Linked DNA regions of Gossypium hirsutum: region 1 is linked to region 2. A link is a contact called in public Hi-C data. All regions are on one chromosome and are shown on one strand. Each heading gives the region's core, a stretch centred on a gene start, on an enhancer-like site or on the middle of the called end of the contact. The rest is flanking DNA. Distances are from core to core; before and after follow the strand shown.

Region 1 (6,674 bases), core at 225-2,724, 600 kb before region 2:
TTTATACCATTTTTACTAACTTAGAATATTTAACTAAGTTCGTGTCATGAATTATTAAATACCAATTCAAATGGAAAAAATAAAAATTAAAAAATTAAAAGAATAAATTTTATTGTAAGAATATTTATATATTTAATATTTTTATAATTTATTTTTAAATTAAATAGCTTAAATTATAATTTAGTTTCACTTTGGATAAATTACGCTTTTACTCATTGTTTTTTTTTTAAATTATATTAGATAATTTACTTTAAATATAACTTAATTATTATTCATATATTACCATTTATAAGTCTTTTTTTAAAATTAATCTTATTTTTATTATTTTTATAATAAAAATCTTTTTGTTACTATCAATTATTTTTTCATAAATTAATTTATTTATTAGTATAAAATTTTATAATAAAACATTCCAAATTTTTTTTATTTATTTTAACAATTGACATCTTTATTTATTATAATTATTTGAATTTAATATTTTCAATCTTCGTAATAAAACATATATTTTATATACTAATCATCTGTATTATTAATTTTTTTAAGATTAAAATTTTATTTCTTTTTAAAAATAATTATATTAATAAATACAGTTAATTTATGCGTCACTAAAGGTGTGCATAGGCCGGGCCCAGACAAAATTTTAGGCCCATTTTTTAGGTCTGGGCTTGGCCTGACTCGAAATATGAGCCTAAAAATTTGTCCAAGCCCGACTTGAAATAAAATTGTTAAGTCTGAGCCTGGCCCGGTCCGGCCCGACCCATATTAATTTTTTTACCTTATTTCATTATATAAAAAAATTAAAATATAATAAATCAAATACATTTAAAAATATAAAAACAAATATTAAAATAATAAACAAATAAAAAGTGAGACTAAAATAATTTTAAAAACAATACATAAATTGAAAATATAATAAAAAGTGGTTATATTAAAATTGAAAATAAAATGTAAATAATATTAAAAATAATATATATATTTAGTATATAATTCGGGCCAGGTCGGGCCGGGCAAAAAAAGTTTTACCCAAAGCCCGGTCCTATTTCTAAACGGGTCTCATTTTTTTGCTCAAACCATATTTCGGGCTTATATTTTTATCCGAACCCTCCTATTTTTCGAGCGGCCCTTCGAACTTGGCCGGATAACTTGACCCATGCATACCTCTATGAGTCACACAAATATGCAAACTTATTATATATATTCAAACGGATCACATGATCTAAAATAAAATTAATAGAATTGTGTTGGTTAATTTTAATTTTTTTGTTAAAATAAAAACAAATTCCAACAGCAAATTACTTCAAAGCTGACCTAATAAAAAAAAGTTTAAAGCTTACCTAAAATAAGATGAAGCTAACTCCATATTTGTTTCCACGTAGCCCGTCTCTGGTTTGATGTTTCATTTAGAGGTCACCCGCAGTGAAGCGAAACCTCGTCCCATAAAGTGACAGCCTTTCGTCACCGAGACTACGTGGCGTTAATTTACAGGCTCCGTTTCTTCAACTCTAAAATTGCGCCAAAACGGAAGAGAGTACCCCACTCCAATTTTCTTCTTTCGGCCTATAAAAGGTACAAAATCCCTCCAAAGGGCAAAGCCGCCTCAACGCCTCACAAGCACATCACGGTTTTATTACATAAAAGAAAAAGGAAGAAGAAAAAGGAACTGATGGAGGGTCTCCGCCTCGCGCCACCTCAACCGACGCTACTCCACCGCACAGAGACCGTGCTACGTACATCATTCATTGGGCCACACTTTACAAAGAAATGTATCGCCCATCGGATCAGAGTCTCTGTGTCAAAACCGACGACTGAGGTCTCTTCCCCGACCCTTACTTCTAGCGAAGACACTGTCGCTTCGTCTCCGTCGCAAGGTTTCGTGGTGGCGCCTTCCGAGCGGCCGAGGGTGTCTGCCAATTCCCTGCAATATCCCTCAGGGTACTTAGGTGCGATTCCAGAACGTTCAGTGGACGAAGGAAACGGCGACGTGAAGAATGCGATGGAATGCTTAACGAATATATTGTCGTCCAAAGTTTATGATGTGGCGATAGAGTCGCCGTTACAATTGGCGACTAAGTTGTCTGAACGATTGGGTAATCAAGTTTGGCTCAAGAGAGAAGATTTGCAGCCGGTAAGAAAACTTTCCGTTTTTAAAAAATGGAACCTTTTTGTGCATTATTTAATGATTCCAACGTTCCTTTTTCTTTTAAATTTTGCACTCTTTTTGAAGTTGTAGTTTTTTGTTCTGCATTACATTTATTGAAATGTGATAGACTTCCTTGTCTTTATGGCTTTTGGTTTTTCATTTATAATGATATTTGTTTCTATGATTAATGGTGGTGGTGTCGGGAGATTGGGACATCTTATATTCTATGATTTTGCTTTTACTTATTTAAACCTTAGCGGAGTCTTTATTTCATCTTGGATTAGCGCTTTCTGTTTTTTAATTTATGTGCCCTCAGATACTTAGTGTTATGAGTAAGCATTCACATTTTGTTAGTTGAATTTTAGTTCTATCGTGGAGTGGAGTATGTTAATAACTTGCCAAAATGGAAACACTTTACTTTCTAGTTCATCGTATTTGAAATAGAGATCTGAGTACCTGACTTGTTTTTTTGCAGTTCCTTATTTTCCATATTATGATAAAGTGCTTACTTGTTTGATGTTCGATATTTTCAGGTATTCTCTTTTAAGCTTCGTGGAGCTTATAATATGATGGCTAAGCTTACGAAGGAGCAGTTAGAAAAAGGGGTTATTTGCTCATCAGCAGGCAATCATGCCCAAGGGGTTGCATTGGCTGCCAAGAAGCTTGGTTGCAATGCTGTTATCGCTATGCCTGTCACAACTCCTGAAATTAAGGTATTTCTTTGTGAAATTTCTCGTATCAATTGTGCCGTCTGTAGGATTTTTTAATTTGAATGGTGGGTTTCTTTTTTTGCAGTGGCAATCTGTTGAGAGGTTGGCTGCAACTGTTGTTCTCGTTGGAGATTCTTATGATGAGGCACAAGCATATGCTAAAAAGCGGGCTAAAGAGGGAAGTCGTACCTTTATACCCCCTTTTGATCATCCAGACGTTATCATGGGACAAGGTACTGTTGGAATGGAGATTGTGCGCCAAATGCAAGGCCCATTGCATGCAATCTTTGTTCCTGTTGGTGGTGGTGGGCTCATAGCTGGCATTGCTGCTTATGTAAAGAGGGTTTCCCCAGAGGTATTTGGTTTCTTATTTTAAACATTACTATTGCATAATGTTGCGTGGGAGCTTGGAGTTCTTTCATTCTTTGTAGATGATAAGCGCTTGCCACTTCATATATTCAGTTTCCTTCCTTTTTTATTACTCTCGAGCCTTGAATCATCATATATATTTCAAGACTTGAAATTTCATTTGGTTTTTGTTAAAGGTGGGAATTTATTTTGTTGCTAATTGCTAGATAACTTGATCTGACCTTGGCAATTATGTTGACATATCATAATAGGCGTCCCTGGTCAGATGCTTAAGATCTTCATGGAAGCTGACTTAGGAAAGTTTTCAATTGACTGTTACGTATTGATGACAATTTCACCTTACAGACATAGATGAATTAGAATAGTTTAAGACTTAGAAGCATGCCTCATTTTCCAGTCTTTAGAAATTAATAGGTGAGCAAGCTTTTCTAACGCTACTTTATACTTTTTGCATTGCCTAATTTTAATTTGATACATAGCGCCTTTGATTAATTAATTATATTCAGAACTTTGTCTTGTTCAAACTCAGATAACTATAGGACTACCAATATGATTATATGCATTTGTAGAAAAAACTAGAGTGGACTTAAATTCTTGATATGTTGAACTCATGATCATGGTACATTGAGAATCTCTTAATACACTAGATGAAACTCCAAGGTTTTCTTATCTATTTTCAGCTCTAACGTGTTTTTTTCTTTTCATTTATGATCTTACAAGAGGCCTGCATCCAGCACACCTGTTACATCCTTGATTGAAACTTATGTTCTACTGTTGGAAATTCACTTTTAGGGTTATTCCCCCCCCCCTTTTAGAAGTGAAAATTTGTTATCTTGTAGATTGCTTCAATTAGTGTGTTTTTCATGAAATGATTTAGAAACGAAATGTTTTAGGCAATTTGCGGTTTTGTTTTCTCTCTCTCTCTCTCTATTTATTTTTGTTTGAAATTATATGACTGAGCTTGTACGTTGTTGCATGACATAATTCATCCACATTACTTGCTGGTGTCTTAATATTCAGGTGAAGGTTATTGGAGTGGAGCCTTCTGATGCAAATGCAATGGCATTGTCATTGCATCATGGTGAAAGAGTGATGTTGGACAAGGTTGGAGGATTTGCTGATGGAGTAGCTGTTAAGGAAGTTGGTGTAGAAACCTTCTGTCTATGTAGAGAATTGGTCGATGGTGTTGTTCTTGTAAGCCGTGATGCTATTTGCGCCTCTATAAAGGTATGATTTTCATGTTCCTAAATTTGCATTGATTTGCTTTGGCTGATAAATATATATTTTTTCATCCCAATTGTTAAAATACAAAACGATAATCAATTTTTACATCTTCAGTTTCTCAAAATTTATTTTGCTTATACTTGAAAATGGATAAGGATGGAAAATTATTTATTAATCCAAGGTTAAGCTACAGAGATGTTATGAAAATTATCAATTAGATTCAATGTTTTCCATTGACCTTTTTCTATGCTTGGCCCCACCCACTGAATTGTTGACATATCATTTCATAAAATCTTAATTTGAAATGAAGTGTCAGGCTTTAAGTTTAAATGTGGTGTACCGTTGGTTTTATTCAGATTCTAGATGTTGTATTTTAGGAATTAGGATTTGCCTTTGGTTCTTCATATAAAGGTAACTTGGTTCTGGTTAGTTTCCTCGTAATTTGCATGTTTAACGTGAAATTATTCAATTTTAGATGCAGTTTTCTGGTGAGCTATTTTCCTTTTTGGGATACAATTTTTTCTCTAAATTATTTATTCGCAATCTTCTAGATGTTAGAAACCCTTCTTATGATGCTTTTCTCTCCTTGTTTCTCTTTTCTTTGTTCGTTATGACTAATATGATTGGTTTTCGTTGGATGACTGATGTACTCAATTAATTATCACACAGATTGTTTGAATGGTTAGGATTGACTGCTATAATGCTTGTGTTGCAGGACATGTTTGAAGAGAAGAGGAGCATTCTAGAACCAGCAGGTGCCTTAGCTCTTGCAGGAGCTGAAGCATATTGCAAATATTATGGTTTGAAAGGAAAGAACATTGTGGCTATAACTAGTGGCGCAAACATGAATTTTGATAAGCTTAGAGTGGTTACCGAACTGGCTAATGTGGGTAGAAAACAAGAGGCAGTTCTTGCAACCATTTTGGCTGAGAAGCCTGGAAGCTTTAAACAATTTTGTGAACTGGTATTTCCTTGCAAGTTAATGTCTTTTAACTTACCTATAAAATTTCCACTTTCTTCATTTGTGTTACTAAATAACAGTATCTGATAACCCATTAACTATTGGGATTGACAGGTAGGACCAATGAAATATCACCGAGTTCAAATATAGATGTAGTTCTGATAAAGCGGCTGTCGTTTTGTACAGGTTAGTTAGCATTTTTTGATGACAAGATAAAAGAAGATCATGCATTTGTATGTTATTTTTCTTTTGATGTTCTTTTGCATTTTAATAGTTGAAGGGATGTGATACGTTGCCATCTATACTTTCCTATTTTAGAAGATCACATGCATCTAGGAAAAAGCAGGTTTGTATGTCTTACATGGAGTTTGACTTAATCTTTGATCCCGTAGAGGAGATTGTAGTCTACATAATGGGATGATTCACTCTACTAGGGCAACACATATCTCATCTTATCCTTAGTTATTGGCTTAATTGTAGTTTTAGTATCTTCTCATTTAGTGGCTTAACCGTAGTTTTCTTTCCTTGCAAATAACATAATCCCTTAGTTTAGGTTGTTAAACTCTAAATACTCCAAGGGGTTCTAGACTTAGGACCATCCTGAAATTACTAGTTAATATGTATTCGGATAGCCGTCCACTCTATACAAACTGCTTAAAGCAAATCTTTTCTATCTCATTTTCTTTTTCAATAAATTACTTAACTTTTGTAACACCCTTTACCCAGTATGGTTGTTGGACCCAAGCAATAAGGTGCTATAAAAAGTATCAAACATTTACAAACAATTTATAGATCAAAAATCTCAAAAAGGTATCAGTTTATCTCATACGAACGAGTATATCATTTATATCAATCAATTTCCAGTTAATATCGAGCTTATGGAAGATTAAAACTAAGTAGACAGCTATAGTGATCATTTTAAAATTAAATAAAAAAGGTGGGAAAATTTTGCAAACAGGGGACACACAGTCGTGTTCCCTAACTGTGTGCAAGAGCTAACCCGTGTGAGATGGGTCACACGTCGTGTCATTGGACCGTATAATAAATTGTGGCCATGTGCACCAAAATCACTTAAAAATTTATAGACCACACTGTCATGCCATAAGCCCGTGTATGGCACACAACCATGTCTTAGGCCGTGTATATATGAAAATACCTTTAATGCAAGCTTAAAATCCCTACTTTACTCATGACACAAGCAACCAAATTTACCATACTTCTACCAGTTCAAAAACACCAAATTCATGACAAAAACATCAATTAAATCAAC
Region 2 (6,893 bases), core at 3,359-5,858:
ATCGAGGAAATCGAGTTTTTCATTTTTCGAATAAAAAATAAATGTGTAAATATAAAAATTGATTATTACCAAAAAATCAATTTAATTTAGTTTAAGTTTCGGGTTTCGGTTTCCATATTGTAACGTAGATTAGTGGAAATTCCTTCCAATAACCCACAGGTAGACTGGCTGGAGCTTTTTTTACTAATCGACATGGTCTGCAGCAATTTCCTAAGCCTTGACTCTTACATCTGCCGCGGATCATAGCCATTGCAAAGGCCTCCCAATCTTATGCCAGATTGGTGATGTACTACATAAAACGAATAGTAAAGGAAGAGTTAAGGTGGAGCAGAAAGTAGCGTGCGGTGAAAATTAGGAGTCAAGTTGAGGATATAGAGGAGCAGGAGCATTTGCATCTATGATGAACCAGCAATTGGTGATTCAGAGCAACACTACCCAGCACCGGGGATTTGATGCCAAATGGAGTTTCTTCTATCAGCATTATTATTGAGATATTGTGGTCTTGTTTAAATTTCTTGACATCACTTTAATACCCAAAGGACAGCAGCCACTGGACTACTCATTTTCAAGACGCTTTCACACAGGGAAGGAACATTATGCAGGAAGCGAGCTAATACAGAAAAAATGCTGGATTTCGGACTAGCTTTCAACCTCACATGCTTAATTTTATTTCTCCCCCGGACTCTTTGATTGCTGCGAATTCTCAGAGAATACCTATGTATCCAACAGTCTGTAAAACTTTGAATGAATCCTAGTTCCTTCCTTGACCAAAAAAACTGCCATAACCTCGCAAACATTCTCCTCTATTTTTCAACTCCATCTTTGGCATGAAATATCCAGAAAATATAAAAAACCAATTACAATTATATTTAAAGCACCATAGGGAAAATCAAGAAAAATATCATTGATGATAGAAGAATTGAGAGAACAAAAAAGTAAAAATTTTCTATCTTCTTGCTTTGAATTTCTATTTAATTGCTCCAAAAAAGTAGAAGTTCTAATCTTGCAAACTATTTTAGTTTTTATATCTACTTTTTGTTTTAAAATGTTATAATAAAATACACTTTTTTATAAATAGGGATGATATAATGTTTGACCCATAACATGGCAATCACATTTATTTGGATATTTTGTACTTTTATATTTAAACTTGACAATTAGATCCATTTTAATTAATCAACTTAAAAAACTCTATATATATTCATGTATTCTTTTATAACTAAAAGATTTGTGATAAAATAATTTTTTTTTTACTTATGTCAACTAATTTTTATGCTTTTTGAAATTCATATAAACTAATTAAAACTCTATAAGTATGCATTTAAAAATAATAGCCTAAAGCTAATTGAATCTTAATTCGATTGGTATCAATATTATTAGCAGTATAAGAGAATGTGGGGTCGAGTGCATCAAAACACATTGTCCTCCTATTTAATAATTAGGGAGGGTTATAAGTTGTTCTAGGCATTGCATAGAAAAAGAACAGAGATGATATTAGGTGATTAAAGTCAAAAAAATATAGGACACGCTCAAAGTTACTAGACAAAGCCCAAAGTTCACAAACATGTTAGAGCCGAAGTGCATGAGGAAGAATAAGAAAACAGGGATTTAAAAATGAAGAACTAAATACTTTCATCCCTACCCTCATCTAGTAAACCAGGTTTCTGAGTCTGACAATTTTCCACTGACCTTGATTCATTGTTGATTAACATGGCATGGCGTCCCAGCACAACTAGATCTAGAAGTTTTCTCCTTGCATTATAGACTGGATTTGGGTCAATCAAACACCCCCTTTCATATCCTTCTCTAAGAAAAACAGTGTGTCTTTTTCCCTATTTAATAATTAGGGAGGGTTATAAGTTGTTCTAGGCATTGCATTGAAAAAGAACAGAGATGATATTAGGTGATTAAAGTCAAAAAAATATAGGACACGCTCAAAGTTACTAGACAAAGCCCAAAGTTCACAAACATGTTAGAGCCGAAGTGCATGAGGAAGAATAAGAAAACAGGGATTTAAAAATGAAGAACTAAATACTTTCATCCCTACCCTCATCTTGTAAACAAGGTTTCTGAGTCTGACAATTTTCCACTGACCTTGATTCATTGTTGATTAACATGGCATGGCGTCCCAGCACAACTAGATCTAGAAGTTTTCTCCTTGCATTATAGACTGGATTTGGGTCAATCAAACACCCCCTTTCATATCCTTCTCTAAGAAAAACAGTGTGTCTTTTTCCCTTGGTTGACAAATAAAACATCCCCGGGTGGTCCAGGAACAAATCCCTTATGTTCAAATCAATGGCCAATGATTTCCTAAAATGGCTAATCTTCTCCACCTCCACCATCCGCTCCACTGTCAAGCTCAAGAACTCATGTACTATCGCCACTGCCCGTTTTTCTAATCCCATTATTCCTGCCTTAGACCTCTTCTTTTCTCCCATCTCCTCATAAGGCCCCACATATGGCAACCTTTGCCATTCCTTAACCTTTGCCTTGAAATCCCTGACCAACCTCATCCCTGGTGGATAGCTATGTTTAAAACTATACCGAATTTCGGTTCTATCAACGGCGCTGTTTTCCCTACAGCACTCCATAACTCGCCAATTCTCAACACAAGCTACAAACCTCTTATCACGCATTTCATCAGTCAGCATCAAAATATGAGTATTAGGTTCATGAGCATCAACAAGCTTGAATATGTGAGAATTTCCAGATATGATTGAGTCCTCAAAATCATCAGGCAACCCAAGTTCCCTCCAAACTTTGAAAACAGCGCGGAGTGGCAACGATTTAGTTGTCGACATTGACAAAAGCCTAACTAAACGGTCAACAACAACATCCAAAGAAGCATTGATAGCTTCTGCCTCTTGTCGGGAAACACGCATAGCAGCATCAGTCAATCTACAGAAAGTCTGGAACTTATTGGGATCATAGAAAATGTGGAAAATATGAGGGTATTTACGGAGAAAAGAAGCAGCACCACGGTTTAAATGTAGCTTTTGAGAAAGCCTAGAAAGGAAATCAAGGGAGACGGAAGGAGGGTTATTGGTGGGATTTGCAAGGATAAGATCTTGTATTGCAATGACTTTGAGAAGGTTTTTGTATTTGTCCATCAGTTTCTCAAACGTAGGGTCCCTAAATCTTGATGCTACATACTGGACAGAAGATGTTTTGAATCGACTACCAATGACCCGACACTGATTTTGGTGTTTTAATATGGTTTTGAGGGTAGGAATCGGCATTTTGAAGTAGCTTTTTATAGTCTTCTAGTTGAGAACTTATGACAAACACATAACAGGCAAGAATAGCGAAAGCTGAAATCAAAGGAAATTGATTTCAGAGACTGGCACTCATTGCCAATACTAGCAAAAAATCAAGTAATTCGTGAGAAACAAACAAAGAGATGATTTTCATACTTAATTGAGATTGAGATGTAAAGATTGGTTGGAGAGTATGTAGCGATACAAATATAGTGCTAGTGTCCGACGTCAGGAACTGGGATCTCTCACTGCAGGGAAATGGCGCTTTTTGGAGTGAAAACCTGGGTCCATAAATTGCTCCATCCCTGCCCTTCCACCGAATGAACAATCAAACTTACCTTGTACACTTGCTCCATCCAACCAACCTCTTTTTATTTCTCTATTTCTATTCCTCTTCATTCCTTAATCAAGCTTCTTTCTCAGAACACCAAATCTTTCTCTCATTTTTTTTTCTCACTGTTGCAATAATTGACACTAGCCTTGCTGTCTCCTCTCTTCAATCTATTCTCGATTTACAAACATATTCGTCAATAATTTTAAAATGTTTATTAATAATAAACAAATATTTTTTATTTTAAAAAATTATAATAAAAATTAATACACAAACAATAGTGTAAAAGCCCATTTTTACCCGGGCCCACTAAATAAAAATAAACCAAATAAAAATTAAACGGTCCAATTACAAGTCCATTTACAAGGCCCAAATACTTTATGTCCCAAAAACTAACCTAGACCCTAACCCATAACTTAAACAAATTTCCAGAAACCCTAGGGTCTTCCCCCTTTTGCGCCACTCTGCCCTCCACGTGTATGTCGGCCCCTGTCTCATCGCCCGTACCACCAACTCTTCTGACACTTGCAAAACCAAAGCAACAAGTAAAACAAAAAGACAACAGAGGCAACAACGCAGAAGGACAACGAAAGAGGAGCAAAAATAAAATAATAGAGATTATTTGGTTATAAGAGGGGAAAACCGATTGTATTGTAAGAGGGAGGATTTTTTAAAAGAAAAAAAAACAATTTGTATGAAACACAAAAAATATAGAAATAAAGAGGAAGCAAATTTGCAAAAGGTGATTTTTTTTTTAAATCTAGCTTTTCTTCGATTTAGATTTGTTTCTTCTTTTCCCATTATCTTTATTTACGGTACAAGAAAAATAAAAAGAAAAAGGGTACTTACCTCAATGTTTAGCCTTGGTCGATCGGGTTCTTCGTCTGAAATGGGAGCCTTTCGCGCGTTACCGACCACCGGATATAGTGGTGGTCCGACGACGGCGTGTTTTGTTTGAGTCAAAACCCTAGAAGAGCAAAAAGGAGTATTCTGCTATTGAGAAGAAAAAATCAAGGGCCAAATGCAATTTTGTAAAAAAATTTCAGATTTATACTGTACATAAAACGGCACCGTTTTTGTGCCTTGGTTCTGGAGGCTAAACGGCGCCGTTTAGGCGCCAGACTCGCGACCCGACCCACTCCATGCCAAGACCCGCGTGTTTCCGCTTTAATGGGATATTTATGATTCGGTCCCTCCGCTTTTGTGGTCTGTCGCAATTCGGCCTTGTTCCTTTTTTCTTTTCTTTTGATTTTTGCCCTGTAATTTTTGCAGTATTCAGATTCAGTCCCTATTGAAGTTATGCGTTTTGGGGGACGGGGATATTGCCCCATTTGGCCCCCCATCTCATTCATGTTTCATAATTTGGGCCTGATATTTTATTTTATTCCGTTTTTTTCTTTTAATTTTGTTTTGATTTCGATTAAATCCTAATTTATTTAACTTCGCTATTTATTCATTATTTTACATACTTAAATTTAATAATAGTGATATTTATTTATTTATTTGCTCATTCTTCGTTTACTTTTAAAATATTTAGATTCAATGTTATTTATATTTGATTTATCAATTTATTATTCTTCTACTTTAAACTATTTAAATTTAATATTATTTTAACTATTGTTGATTATCTTTACTTTTAAATTCGATATTATATGTATATCTATTTATCCTTCAAATTTTATATTATTTCAAGTTGTTCAAGTTATTCATTTGTACAGTTCCAATCTTTAATCAATTTTTATTAATGATTTTTTTATCTACTTACGTTCTCATCATTTCTTTTTATTTTGTTTCTTAGTATTTCAAATTGGATTGTTCCTTTTTATGTATTCTCTTTTTATATTTTTATATACATACTTTTTATTATTCCGTTTTACCTATCTTTCATTCATTTAGTTGTTTTTATTATTTTTTTTATATTATTATATATAGTTTATATTAAAATTGTTTTTTATTATATATATATATTGTTTTCATGTTGTCTTATATATATATATTTTCTTTTAAATCAATTTATATATATATATATTTCCTTTCAAATCTATTATGTATATAGTTTACTTCTTAAAAAATTTTTACTCTATATTTTTGTTATTTAAAACTCTTTCATATATTATTATCCCTTTTATATTTTATTTTTATTAAGTTTTTTTTGTATATATATTATCAACTTTAAATAGACGTATTTTATTTTTAAAATATTTTGTACATTATTTGATCCAAACTCCCTCTTTCATAACATCTATTTTAATAATCATTCATGTATTATTAGTTTTTACTTTATATATGTATATTATTTCAAGTTCAAGCATGTGTTATTCATTTTTAATTTCTCATATAGTTTTTAAATTGTTTTATATCATATTGGTTCCTAGTTCCATATTGTTTTGTATGTTATATGTTTTTTGTTTTCATATTATTTCATATATTATTGTTTTGTAGCGTACATTAGTCTTTTGTGTTGCTATCTTAATTTTATTTATCTATGTTTGACAACTTGTTATAGTTCTATTCTGATTAGCTATGTTTTTTAGTTTTTATTATCTTGATTATTATTGTTTGGATGTGAGCTCATTACTATTGTGCGTACGTTAATCTGTTTTTTTTTTCTCATTCATTAATAGAGTTCGCTATCCATGTATATTTTTCCATGTTTATTCGCCTTTCATTCACAATTGTCGCATTGTAGTTTTCAACTTATTAATCCAATTAACGATTTTACTTTATTTCAAGTCAAATTAATGTATTTTGAGTCGACTTTATAAAACGAAAGTAATGTTTGATGTTTAGAAATTCGAGAGATTGTACCTCAATGTGTTGGTTTTCGGTCTTTCGTTTGTCTAAATTGTCAAATTTCCCTTTAAAATTTCATGCGCGTTTTCTAAGCCTTAAAACGAAGGCGATGTTTGATGTTTAGAAATTCGAGGGATCGTGTCCTAATGTGTTGGGTTTTGATCTTTTATTTGTCTAGATAATCATATTTCCCTTTTAAATTTCGTCCGCCTTTTGTAAGCTTTAAAGCAAAAAACAATGGTTGATATTTGGGAACTCAAGGAATCGTGCCCAACCGTGCTGGGTTTCGATTTTCTGTTTGTCCAAATAATCAAATATTCCTTGAAATTTCATCCGTACTTTGAAAATTCCTTAAAGCGAAGGTAGGGTTCGATGTTTGGAAATTCGGGGAATCGTGCCCTATCGTGTTGGGTTGCAATTTCCCGTTTGTTCAAAATAATCGAATATTCATTTAGAATTTCACTCATGTTTTCTAAATTCTAAAATAAGGCAATGTTAAAAAATTCGAG

The links. Hi-C and Micro-C count contacts between places; a contact is called where the count stands out from the background.
Region 1: a contact with region 2 is called in a Hi-C map of leaf, with 3 times the contacts expected there. The contact joins the enhancer-like site here to the promoter of LOC107948533 in region 2. A contact is called at or near these places in 13 of 34 Hi-C or Micro-C datasets (callus, leaf, petal and 1 more).

The regions. Positions count from the first base shown.
Region 1 is chrA04:62,251,636-62,258,309 of Gossypium_hirsutum_v2.1, reverse strand. It overlaps the pseudogene LOC107948127. Among protein-coding and RNA genes, the nearest start is that of LOC121228758, 40 kb to the left of the region's middle. Within about 2 kb of position 1,474, at least 3 of the 9 cell types and tissues checked have an H3K27ac peak or open chromatin away from gene starts, as enhancers often do. A contact at or near this core is called in leaf, where this site is marked.
Region 2 is chrA04:61,650,391-61,657,283 of Gossypium_hirsutum_v2.1, reverse strand. LOC107948533 (protein ROOT PRIMORDIUM DEFECTIVE 1) reads right to left here and starts at 4,608. Exons shown (of 4, transcript XR_005925652.1): 1 at 4,441-4,608; 2 at 2,095-4,115; 3 at 1,690-1,832; 4 at 63-820.